3 separate regions of the Mus musculus genome follow, and all the other regions are linked to region 3. The links are chromatin contacts, called in public Hi-C maps. All regions are on one chromosome and are shown on one strand. Each heading gives the region's core, a stretch centred on a gene start, on an enhancer-like site or on the middle of the called end of the contact. The rest is flanking DNA. Distances are from core to core; before and after follow the strand shown.

Region 1 (4,215 bases), core at 1,409-3,908, 500 kb after region 3:
GATCTGTTGTCCCAAGGCAACTCTCCAGAAGCACACTTTCATGGTTTTCCCTCCCTCTTTTCAGTTAGTAAGTAGCCTTCAGATCTATTCGATCTATTCGCCCTCCGAGGTCTCTGGAGTCACGCCTCCTCCACTGTTGAATGTGTGCTGTGGTTTGGAGTGTTGGGAATGTTGGGATGATGTGATCCCCCCTCGCTGTCACCCGCCTGTCCACTCCGCCACCTGGGCACCGTGGCCTGAGACTCCAGGGTGCAAACAGCCGAGGCAGTGCTGCTCTGGGGACTACAGAGGAAGAGGCAGGGAGAGCAGCTTCCTTAGGGAGCACAGAGAGCAGACGGCTCCCTCCAACACAAGGGAGTGGTAGGAGTGGAGAGATGGCTCCCGTACTTCACAGGGCTTCCTGCTCTTCTGGCCTGGAACACCAGCTTCAGACGCTTTGATGCCCTCCTGTGACCTCAGCAGTCATGTAACATGTGGCATATATTCACACACACACACACACACACACACACACACACACACACATACACACACACACACAAGAGACAGAGAGAGAGACGGAGAGAAACAGAAACAGACAGACAGACAGACAGTAAGCCATGATAGGAAAGAGGTGCATTTTGATTACGTTAAAACATCACAAAAATTTTTTTCCACCAGGCCCATTTAACACCAAGTTCCTCTAAGAAAATGAAAAAAAAATTTTTTCCAACAAGTAGACTATATTAAAGCCTTTAACTATCTATTGCTTCGTTTGAAGCTTGTAACATTTATACAAAAGATTTAAATATTTTTCATAAAACAGGTCCAAGTCTCTGAGAAGGGCCAGTTCTGTCGACGGTCCCTCATCTGTAAAAGTATGGATGAAAAACTATAGCTGCATGCTCCTGTGTCGTTTGACGGGGCTTTGACCTGGGTTTAAGGCCCAGCCACATGCCGTCCTGAGATGTAGCCCTGGAAGCAGAGACTCTCAAGGAAGGGCCTCACCACACAGAAAGTCTCTTCAGACTTTCTATCTCTTCTGGATGGCTCCAGACTACAGGGTCCCTCCACACTGCCTCTAGACCCAAAGCCCAGAGGCCCTGTTCTCAGCTGCTCTAGCAGCTCTTACTGGGGAGAAAACGATGTAGGAAGTTTCATTTCCCTCTCCAAGTGTGCAATAAAGCCAACAAGGACGCCTGGGGCTCTTGGCTCCCACCTTCCAGTGGCGGTGAAGGCTGCCTCCCTGTTTAGGAGTAAATTCCCTGGGAGGAGAACACGCAGAGTAATGAGACAGCAGTCGACCAGACGGAGAAGAGCATCACGGAGAAGTGTGGTTCCACTTCGTCATGGCGAGTGATGGCTTTACATCCCCACACCTTAATGAGTAACACAGTCCGAAAGGAAATGCTCAAACTGCATATTTTACCCTCTGTTCCTCAACACTAGTTTTGAATATTTTTTTTCAATTTTTATTATTTTATTTACATTCCCCTATTTTTGAATTTACAGTGGGAAAAAAAAAGTCCTGATTGAGACAATCTTTTTCAAATATAACCTTTCTTTGCTATTTACATTTAGTCAATATTAATTTAATATAATTTTTCTTAATTACTTCTGGGGCACCTTTCTTTAAATGAGAATGAATGGAATTATAAGCAGTTGGCAAGTCAGTATAGATGTGGGTGTCCACAACAGGGAAGCACCAAGCTACCCTGTACCATGTACTGCATGGTACTACAGTCATGGGTAACCATGCCAGGCTTAGAGCAGCCTCTCCAGGCAGAGGGCTCTGAGTAGCTCCAAAGTGAACATGCAGTATGGTAGGTGAGCTGCTGAGGAAACTTCTGTCCACTGTAGTCCTCCAGAAGGTACTGCCTCCAACCCAGGACCACCAGTGTGGATCACCCTGACAGCTGGCTTCTCCTCGCATGCTCATGAATGGCTTCCCTTCATGCTTGTGTGTGACCACTTGGCCTACCAGCCTTGGCAGTACTGCTTCAGCCTCGCATGCCTCCTGGAGACAACATAGCCTCTCCTTGCTTCGTGGACTCCTGTCCCAAAGCTTTCCCCTGGAAAGATCTTCTCCTTCTCGGGAGAAGACATTTTGTCTGTTGTTAACTTATTGAAACTCTGTTAAAGTGGCTGGGGAACGGATTCATGTTGGAGCTGTGGCAGTGGGCATCTTAAAATATTCTTCCCTCAGGGTAAAATGGAAGTTCTACTGAGAGTGGTGGCCAGCGTTTATTAGAGAGTCCAGTGGGAGGCAGTATGGGCTGTGGGGATTAGTACAAGGCAGCAGTTGTCTGCTAAGCTGCTGTGGCCCTGGCTTTACTATCACAGTGATGGACATGCACAGAGGGAGGAGAAAGACAGTGATGCTCACAGATAAGGAAGGTGTATGATAACAGTAGAGAGCCACTGCCTCAGCAACAGGATGGCCTTGTAGGAAAGATAGGCAGATCAAGTCTAATCCCTTGGGGACATTGGGTCAGAACTAAAACGTTTAATATAAAGCAAACAGTATAGATAGCATACCTAATTTGGTGGCTGAAATACGAGTGGCCTCTCTCATCTCTTCTTCCTCCAAAACCTGAGAGCCGTTGCTGATCTCATCAGGACATGCTGGGATGGAGGAAGCAGGTATGGAAACAAGAAGGTCACAGCTGCCAGCAGGCTGCAGTGTTGGACAGATGGCATTTCTAAGCCTTGCTTAAGAGACAGTCTTTTCCTATTAACATGAGAATGTTTTAAGCAAGCTGACTGGCAGGATCCTTAATCATTCAGATTGCTGTTAAGAACTCAGGATCTTTAGGAGGGGAAATTACTGCTTTCTCTCCTTGCTCTCATTGGTTTGGGGGCACAGCTTCTAGGCGTGGACACTGAATGAAGTCTGATGTGGGATAACACTGAATTGTTAGGGGGCAGGGAAATGAGCTCCAAGCTCCATTAACGAGGGATTGCTACATGCCTGATGCCAGAGTGCCTTGGGTTCTTCTCAGAAAAGAGGTGAGGAAGGCAGCAGGTATGGGCTGCAGCAGCGGAGGTGGAGAGGATGTGGGTGAGGAATGGGGTGTGGCAGCCTCATGCTCCATCACTCTCTCATGTTCATCACATGAAGCAATCCAGTCAGTCCTCCAGGGCTGGGCTCCTGCCAAGTGTCTGTCCTGTGTATCTACTGCTGTCTCCCTTTTAGTAAAGGATGTTTATCACACATAGCGTGACAAGTGTCCATTGCTCCCAGCTCTGGGATAAGCACCAGTTCACCAGGTAGACAAGATCTCATTTGCTCCATGCTGAGAAGACAGAGGCATGAAAGGAATCCCAGGGGTCTTCCAACCACAGCTGCTTGTCCAGTCCCACCAGTTAAAAGGGGAGCCAGACTAGAATGTGTGCCCTTCATTCAGGGTCCCTATTTGTGAAAGAGCAGGGTGACCACACCTAACTAAGCCTCCTACTTTCACCTAACAGAACTGTTGCCTTTAGGGTCCCTTTGAATGATGAACTCTGGTGGCTAAGTAGAACTCATATATAGTCACGTTGAAATCTGTATGAAATCAACCACAGGCCTCTCTTTCCATACACATGAGCTTGGCCAAAGCTTCAGCTGAAAAGCAATTGGAGCCGACTGTTGCTAGTGTCCTACTTATGGCAGGGTTTCTGAGCAGCTCTGGATGTGAAAGGAAACCTCAGGAGGGCCCAGAGCCTAGATCTGCAGTCCCTGGGATCTGAGGCCTTGGTTCTCCACCCACAGAGAAAGGTCTTCCCACCCTTGTTCCTGGTATTCTCCACCCCAAGGCAGCCCAGCAGAACCTAGACAAAACTGGACTGGGATAAGAACAGTTCTTCAACATCCCTTCACCTTTTTATCAGGTGTCCCAGGCAGCACAGAGGGGAGGAGGAGGAGGGTGGGTAACAAAATCTGTGAGCCAAGGAAATGCAGGCTGCCCAGTTTCAGGGCATCTTAGCCCTTTGCCATTTGAGCACTTTGCTCACAAACCCTGGGCCAGCTTTTAGGGCACAGTCACCTGCCTCCGCCCACTCCAGCCAAGCTGATCCTGCGGTGGCTTGTCCCAGCCGTGCCATAAGGGAAAGGATGCTTGTCTCCTTGGCAGGGCCTGGCAGCTGCAGCACACGGCACTGTGCTCCCTGGGTCACAGCACTGATAAGCACTTCTCAAGTTAGTGTGATAAATAAGAGATGCAGAGCAGCCTGGGCATGGTGCCTGGCTCATCT
Region 2 (3,941 bases), core at 667-3,166, 360 kb after region 3:
TTCTTCCTTTGTGTCTTTTCGATGCACATCTGCATAGCTGGTGCTTCCTTATGTTCTCATTAATGGCGGCGAATGGAAGTGACCGGAGCAGACATCCTTGTGGTAGGGGAATTTTATGATCAAGTTTGGGTTATTGAGTTTTCTTTTATGACCTTTACCAACTCTGAAAAGTATTCTTCTGTTTCTAGTTTGTTGGATTTCTAAAAGTCACGCATGTGTGCTAGAGAACACAGGGTACTTGTTCCCCTCCGATGTGAAGGTCCTGTAATCGGTGTGCCTCATCCTTTTTGTATGTTGGTTTCCGTATGTTAGCTCAGTCTTGTATTCCTGGGATCCATCCCATTTGGTCATGGTGTCTAATCATTTTCTGTGTAGCTGGGTTTGGGGTGTTAATCTTGTTGAGGCTTTCTATAGCTGTGTGCATACAGGACACCTGTGGTCTCCAGGGGAAGGCTTGACTTTGTCATGAAGACTGATGTCAGAAGATGAATTGGAGAAGTATTCTCTCCACTTTGGTTTTTTGGCACTACTTAGACATCCACGTGTACCTGGGGTTTTTTGGGTTTTTGATTGCTAACTCGGTCTCTTGTTACTCTGTTACCTTAGGCTTTACCAGCCTCTCCCGCTCTTCACAGCTCTGCGTATGGTGTCTGCTGCCATATTGGTGTCTGTTGTGGTGGGTTTTTTTTTGCTTTGGTTTGACTTCCTTTTGGAGACAGTTTCTCTCTGTTGCCCAAACTTGCCTTGAGCGCTCAGTCCTCCTGCCTCTGCCTCCTGAGTAGGAGTTAAAGCTATGCATCATCTGGCTGTATGGCACCAGATATCCAGCTAGGGCATCTTTACAATGGACCTCCGAGCTAGTCTATAGGGACAGACAATCTTGGCTGTTTTTAGCTGGTTCCAGTTTCAGGATTGACAGCTTTGCAGATCCTCAGCATTTCATCCTTCAGTGATAATTTGAACAGTGTTTTGCCCATGTTTTAAAGCAGACTCAGTGTGCATAGTCAAAGCAGACAACCTTTACTGTGCATGCAGTTGATTGACAGCCCTTACTGTGCATGCAGTTGATTGATTGACAGCCCTTACTGTGCATGCAGTTGATTGACAGTGTCAGTCTAGTGAACAAATTCTGCATCTTCTCTTGCCAGGAAGCTGCCACCTATTGGCAAGTTTTAAGGATGAGGCTAGGCTTGAATGAATGGATAAGTAAGAATGATCTTTCTGCGCAGGGCAAAGAGAAGCTAGGAAGGAATTAAACAAGACTGGATAGGAAGGGATTAAAGACTGCAGGGAAGGAGGCTTGTGGGAGGCTGTGAGCGACCCCTGGGCTCCTCCTTCCTCTGTGTCCTACCTCTCAGAGGCTCTCTTCTGCAGGCTGCACTTTCCCAGGGTCAGTCAGCTGCCTTGCGGCTTTGGCCACCAGAAGGCACTGCTGGAAGACATCGGGTAGGATGAGAGAAAAGTCACAGTATGTCCAGCTCCTGACAAATGAAGTGTCCCTCTCTGTTTAACTCCCACACAACGACCCCAGCTTCCGGGCCCTTTCAACTCCACCTCCTCTCTCTGGCCTTTCCAGCTTTTGGGATGGCAGCAGCTTCCTGCTGGTGCCAGATTCCGGGGTGGGTGGGTAGCCATGTTGCTTTTCTTTTTCATCTTTCATCTCTTATGCAGACAGTTCCAAGCATCACATCCCTTTCATTTCAAAAACTAGCATGCTTCCTCTGTTCTCATTGGTCCCACCTGATACCAGTGGTACAGCCAAGGCCTAGATTCCAAGTAGAGGGCTGCACCAAGGCCAGGGCAGACACGTCAGAACCGGGAGGTGTTTGAAAGGGAAGTGGCAGGCAGTGGGGACAAGCTGTGTGTAAGGGGCTAGCGAGACAAGTGTGTGTGGGAAGCGTGAAGGTAGTTCCAGCCCATTAGACAGGAACGCCCAAAGCAGCTGAGCCTCAGCCTCGGGAGGAGGCTTCCCTGGACCTTAAGGAACCTATGGGACTGGAGCTGAAGTGAGGAGTTCTGATCACCCGGGAGTCTGCTCAGCCTAAAAGGATCTCTAGGGTCCTGGCTTATTGGTCAGAATTAAAGGCTTCTTGGTATATAAGGTGGGGTGACTGGAGCTCACTGTGGAGAGCCACAGTGCAGGAGGAGAGCAAGGACTGATTTGATGCTCCCAGTGGTGACAGGGTTATCTGGAGGTAGGGTACTCAGTGGAGCTCTGGTCTCAGGAGAGAGGGGTCTGAGTAACATGTGACTTCCCCTCTGTGTGCTTCCTATTGCGGCAGGTGATGTTCACGTACGATGAAGGCAGCAGCTAGACAGAGACCTGAGTGTCAGCTCAAGTCAAGCTGAAATTAAAAGTCCACAGTAGAGTACAAGTGTCCCTGTGCTCAGAGCTTGGGTTCCCAGTGAGTTTTCTGCTGAATGTAGGCACACTTTTTTTTCCTTCCAGAGTTGTGGCCGGCTCCCAGATGGCCAGGCTGGCCTCATATCCTGCTGTGTTCTACCCACCCACCCCTTCTCCAGGCCGCCTGCTGCCCACTCACCTGCCCCACCTCCTCCAGGCCCACTCCCTAACTGGCTCTGTCTTCTTCTAGCTCGTTGCTGTTCTCTTGTCCCTTAGCTCTGGTCTCAGGAGAGAGGGGTCTGAGTGACATGGGACTTTCACCCTCATTGACACTGTTTGTTGCATGCAGACCCCACCCTCCTCCCGCTGGTTCCACACAGTCTAGGTTGGCACTCTGCTTTGGTTTAATCGTTTCCCTTCTGCCACTTGCCTTTCCATAACTGTATCATTAATTAATTAATTCATGGGATTAGCAATTACACGGGCACATGGTCTAGGCTGGGCAGTGAAGCTGTGCCATGTCCACGCTGCTTGCCTTGCTTCTGTGTACAGAGGAGGGGTGGAGCTGCCTCACAGGCTACCCTACCCGCACGAGACCGTTTGTTAGCTTTGCCCTGGCATGCCGGGTACACAACTGGTCATGAACTCTACTCGGATAGACACTGGTTGTTAAGTCGGAAGTGAGGGAATTTCAGCGTGTCTGAAATCCTGTCTATTTAGATGAATATAGATGTGGTCCAGCATGCTTTGAAGCACATAATCTTGTCTGTGGCTCCTTTCCTGCTGACCCTCACCTCCAGGTCTGTGGACTGCCTCCCATCTGTCTGGCTAAAGAGCCTTTGTAATGCAGTTAGCTCTTGCACTGTGGCAGTCGGGTTCCTCCTAGAATCTCCTAGGGGCCCGGACTTGCACCAAGTCTGATTTGGGCTATCACCCGGCCTGGCTCTTGTGTTTTGACTAATTGGATCCCAGGTGCAAGCCTTGCTTGGTCACAACCCCTCCTAGTCTTCTGTGGCTGCCAAACCATGTCTAGTGCTCATTTTCTTCCCCCAGATATTCATGATGTGTTGGAAATGAAGAAGAAAACACACACACCCATATTTGGAAAGCTCAGAGCTCTCTTGGGGGCGGGAGCAGGGCACAGACTGTTCTGTGGACAGCGAGGTGTTGCAGTGTGGCGTAGGGTGTAGCTGTTCACAGCGGGCTGGGGAGAGCGCAGAGCAGGAGAAACAGGAAGCCCCACTTTGGCTGCATGTCCCTGCCCTGTGCCTTGCCCAGTGCCCATGAGAGGTGGCAGCTTCTGTGCAGAGAGGCCTCAGGGTATGTAGGGACTACTGAATGCTGGGTTCTGGGATGTAGTACTAAATTATTGGTGGTGATTGCATCTTGCAAGGTGTCCTAAACATGTCCTAACCACTTGGCCCTATTCCCCTTGATCCTTGCTACCCTAAAGACAAGCATGGCTACAGGCCCCATTTAAGAGAGCTGGTGGGAAGATTCATCACTCCACCTCTTCACGGTTGTGTCACCGTGAGACTGCACACCCTTAGTGACAGAGGTTGATCCTGGTTGTGTTGAGGTCCTTTGAACAGCAGCT
Region 3 (4,124 bases), core at 1,356-3,855:
CGAAGCTGAGCAAGTTCAAGTCCACAGACCCTGGCTCTCACTCTGGGCCAACCCCAAGTTCTCTCTCCTCAGTCCCTCTGAGAGCTCCAAGAGATCTCATGACATTCAGTCAGAATGCAAATTTGAGTTTTATTTAATAATGTTATGGTGTGTGTGTGTGTGAGAGAGAGAGAGAGAGAGAGAGAGAGAGAGAGAGGTGTGGTGTGCATGGTTGTGGATAACACCTGAAACAAAGAGTCCCACTGTGACCCTCCAATCCCCAAGGCCAGTGGTGATCACATGATACTCATAGGAGTTGAGTGTGCATCACAAGTCCTCAAGATGAGGCCCCCTAGTGTGGCACAGTGCTGCCTTAAGCCTGAGAGCACCCAGTACTGGACTTCTGGGTTTCACCCCAGTCCCTCACCCTTGAGACCCTCCCCATAAGAACAGCACAAGCCCCTGTGTGCTTTTCAGGCCCATGTTGGGTGGACACTGACCTGGGTCACCGATGTGAATGGGTTGTCCTTGCTGTCCTCTTATGGCGTGAGTGGCCTGCAACAGCCTTTCCAGCTTGTCCTTGGGAATGGGTCTCATTGTGACCACCAGAGGGCAGCAGAAGCCAGCAATGGTGGCACAGGGCACTGTTGTCTGATAGTGAAAATATAGGGGGAAAATACAGGAATCAACTCAAATTAAAGCCGCAACACTTCCAGTCCAAGAAGCAAGAGATCCAGGGAGCTGTTGCAGCCTGGTTGACAGTGAGAGACTCAAAACTAGGGTGCAGGAGGGGGGAGCCTTATTCATTTTTTTCTTTATTAATCTGTCAACATCACTTTGGCAGTCTGGCACACATCTAAGCTGGACAGAATAATGTTTTCACCACATAAAAGAAAATTCAGGATGGTGTGTTGCCTGTTGTCCCAGCACCTGGGAGGCTAAGGAGATGGGGAGTTTGAGCCTTGACTGCAAGGAAAGTTTTAAGGTGATTCTGGTAACACAGTGAGAGACTGCCTTAAAACAAACACACAGACGGGGCAGCAAAAAGGTGACGGGAAGAGAAGAGAATCAAATGTTCCAAAGGAAACCACTACTATTTCTGATGTCCAGATGTAGTTACCAGAGCCCCAGAAAGAATATTATACTTTCCCACTAACAGCTAGGAGGACAGAATGGCAGATCTGTTACTGGAGTATCAGTATACAGGGTGTTTTGAAACTCTCAAGAACTGTACTGTGTTATGCTATTTGTGAGATACTTTATCATCCTCAGCATTCCAGGACATATTGATCCAACAGCCCTTTGTGGCCAACAGTCAGAACCAAAGGAAATGCTAACTTTCAGCCGAGGTTTATAACACACACACACACACACACACACACACACACACACACACAATTTTCCCACCCAGTGGCGGGCATGGTGGCTCACGACTTTAATCCCAGCACTTGGGAGACAGAGGCAGGCAGATTTCTGAGTTCAAGGCCAGCCTGGTCTACAGAGTGAGTTCCAGGACAGCCAGGGCTACAGAGAAACCCTGTCTCAAAATCAAAACAAAACAAAACACCCCAAAAAACCAAAAAACAATTTCCTCGCCCAGTCTCATGGGTCTCTAAATGTTCTTTCTCCATGGACCTCAAGAAGCTGCGAAGTTCTGACAGAATCAGGCAAAAGCAAGCAAACAGCGCCAGGAACATCGGCTGCCTGATTTACTTCTAGATCCCACAGGATGAGCCTGTCCCTGGATGCCCCGGTCTTCCCTTCCAAGATTCTGCACAGGGCGACCTGGGTGACTTTCACTGGTGGTATACTTCTCCCCCTGCAGTGGGGCTTACGACAGGCTTAGAACGCAGCCAGGATCAGGATCCCCTGGGACGACCTTGGCTGCCACTTAACTGGCTGTTACCACCCTGGCAACTGTAAGATGAGGCTCTGCTGTGCTGCCAGCCCAGTGTCTGTATGACAGCACCTGGGACAGAGCAAAGGCACATGTAGGCCACTCACAAAGCCAGGCAGGGCTCCTGGGGACTGAGACACCTCTGTTTAGGATGGGCCATCTATCCAGGCCATCAGTCAAATTCAAGGTGGCTGTAAGAGCCATCTCTCTCAGGGCCTAAGGGCAGTGGGGTGAGTTGTTACAGACAAAACTGTATGGCAGCTGTGGGGAGAGGGGGCAGTGACGTGTCATGGATAATTGACAGGCTTTGGTGAACATATATGGACGTCTGTGCCTCTGTACAAAGCTTTTTTTTTTTTTTTTTTTTTTTTTTGGTTTTTTCGAGACAGGGTTTCTCTGTATAGCCAATCTCATCAACCCAATCTTTTGTGCCTCGAAGGTTACTACAGAACTGCAGGGACCTGACGCAGTCCAAGCCTCTTTGGCAGGAGTCAAAGTGGGGAGGGACACTGTGACAAACAGCGCTCAAGATGAAAAAAGTCCAGCCACTGTGAGCAGGGAAGTCTGGAGGCTGGTCTTGTGCACAGGGAGGCCTGGAGACTGCTGATCAGCCAGAGTGCTCAGACTTGTCCCAACAGCATCTGGGAAGGAGGCAGAGGAGGAAGGGCGCCACTCTTCCCCACGTGACTGGTTTCAGCAGGAAGAGAAGTGCATCAACTCGGCCACAGGGACAGTCCCTAACAGCAGGCGTGTCCCAGGAGAGGCCACCCTTCTGCCGTTAACACTCTGTGCTCACATCAAAACTGGCCATGGTGACACCCTGTGCTTGTAATTCTAGCACTGGGAGATAGAGACAAGAGCATCCCCAGGGCTCTCTGGCAGAGAGCCTACCCTTAATCAGTGAATCCCAGTAAGAGGTCTTGTCTCCAACTCCACGGTGGGGCCAGTGAAAAGACTCATCAGATAAAGGCACTTGCTGCCGTGCCTGGTGACTTGAATTTGATTCCCAAGCCCCACGAGGCAGAGGCAGAAGGAGAGAACTGATTTCCATAAGTTGCCATCCAATCTCCACACAAACATTGCACTACCAAAATCACCCCTTCCCCAAATAAGTGTAACTTAGCAGAAAACAATGTGTTCTGCTCCCGAAGAGTACTAGTTGACCTTTAGCCTGAACATACATTCATATATACATGCCCTCTCTCTCTCTCCAAATGTCCAAATGACTTTGATTGACATTGCACAGCCATATCAGAGGCAGGTGGGAGAGAGACTGACTCAGAGGGTAATGGTTTTACCTGGGAGGGCGACTGAGCTAGGGCTGACCTTAGGGCTTCTGATCCCTGAACCAACATTCTCTCCACCATCGGAAACTACAGAGTCCATCCACATTTTCAAGCTGTTTTGCCCAGGGGCATGGCCTTACCTTGTATGCTCCTGCATGGCTGGGACCTGTTAGGTCTCTTCTGGGGATCCCTGCCTGCTCCAAGGCCTCTTCTATGGAGAAGCTGCAGTCTATGATGAAGGTCACCATTTCTTTTAGTTGTTCTGAGTGCTCTTCCAGTGAGGTCAGGATGCCTGTGCAGGTGCCAAACTTGTATTTCTGCAACTGTGGACAGATGGTCCTAGGGACACAAAGAAGTGCTCACAGGCCCCTGAGGCGCTTTTTTTGTTTTTGTTTTTGTTTTTAGAGACAGGGTTTCTTTATGTAACAGCCCTGGCTATTCTGGAACTTGCTCTGTAGACTGGGCTGACTCCAAACTCATGGAGATTCATCTGCCTCTGCCTCCACAGGGTGTACCACCGTGCCCACTCGGCCAATACTGTGTTTATTAGAAGGTCAGAGAGGGGCTGGAGAGTGGTTAAGAGCACTGACTGCTCTTCCAAAGATTCTGAGTTCAATTCCCAGCAACCACATGGTGGCTCACAACCATCTGCAATGTGAGCTGACGTCCTCTTCTGGTGTATCTGAAGACAGCTACAGTGTACTCATATACATTAAATAAATAAATCTTTAAAAGAAGGAGGAGGAGGAGGAGGAGAAAAAGGCAGAGGAGGGACTCTCTGATACTGACACGTCTAGAGCTCTCTACACTGGGGAGCGCTTGGTTTTCAAGTCGGGGCTTTGCTGGTGTTCCTGAAGCATGACCAAACCAGAACCACTGAATCAATGTGTGCATAGCATAACCTGTGGGTCCCACCCCATCCCATTTCCTGAACCTCAATGTGAGACCAGTCAGACCCACAA

The links. A called contact is a pair of places that touch in the nucleus more often than the background predicts.
Region 1: a Hi-C map of the N1E-115 cell line shows a contact between it and region 3, with 10 times the contacts expected there. The contact joins two enhancer-like sites. A contact is called at or near these places in 3 of 484 Hi-C or Micro-C datasets (the G1E-ER4 cell line, the N1E-115 cell line and cerebellum), 2 of 115 datasets of contacts at active chromatin or transcription factors (double positive thymocytes and embryonic stem cells) and 1 of 9 other capture datasets (embryonic stem cells).
Region 2: a contact with region 3 is called in a Hi-C map of pro-B cells, with 4 times the contacts expected there. The contact joins two enhancer-like sites. A contact is called at or near these places in 2 of 15 datasets of contacts at CTCF or cohesin (the NIH/3T3 cell line and large pre-B cells), 17 of 484 Hi-C or Micro-C datasets (B cells, the G1E-ER4 cell line, the HL-1 cell line and 6 more), 3 of 115 datasets of contacts at active chromatin or transcription factors (T-cell acute lymphoblastic leukemia, embryonic stem cells and memory CD8 T cells) and 2 of 9 other capture datasets (embryonic stem cells and liver).

The regions. Positions count from the first base shown.
Region 1 is chr12:100,336,349-100,340,563 of GRCm38.p6, reverse strand. All of the region lies in intron 17 of Ttc7b (tetratricopeptide repeat domain 7B), which reads left to right. Among named protein-coding and RNA genes, the nearest start is that of Gm51958, 11 kb to the left of the region's middle. Within about 2 kb of position 2,658, at least 45 of the 459 cell types and tissues checked have an H3K27ac peak or open chromatin away from gene starts, as enhancers often do. A contact at or near this core is called in the N1E-115 cell line, where this site is marked.
Region 2 is chr12:100,480,381-100,484,321 of GRCm38.p6, reverse strand. All of the region lies in intron 3 of Ttc7b (tetratricopeptide repeat domain 7B), which reads left to right. It overlaps Gm36375 (elastin-like), which reads left to right. Exons shown (of 2, transcript XM_006516439.4): 2 at 1-3,941. Among named protein-coding and RNA genes, the nearest start is that of Gm36375, 13 kb to the left of the region's middle. Within about 2 kb of position 1,916, at least 16 of the 459 cell types and tissues checked have an H3K27ac peak or open chromatin away from gene starts, as enhancers often do. A contact at or near this core is called in pro-B cells, where this site is marked.
Region 3 is chr12:100,837,877-100,842,000 of GRCm38.p6, reverse strand. It overlaps Dglucy (D-glutamate cyclase), which reads right to left. Exons shown (of 13, transcript NM_145448.5): 4 at 3,303-3,501; 5 at 480-630. Among named protein-coding and RNA genes, the nearest start is that of Gm36572, 54 kb to the left of the region's middle. Within about 2 kb of position 2,605, at least 77 of the 459 cell types and tissues checked have an H3K27ac peak or open chromatin away from gene starts, as enhancers often do. A contact at or near this core is called in the N1E-115 cell line and pro-B cells, where this site is marked.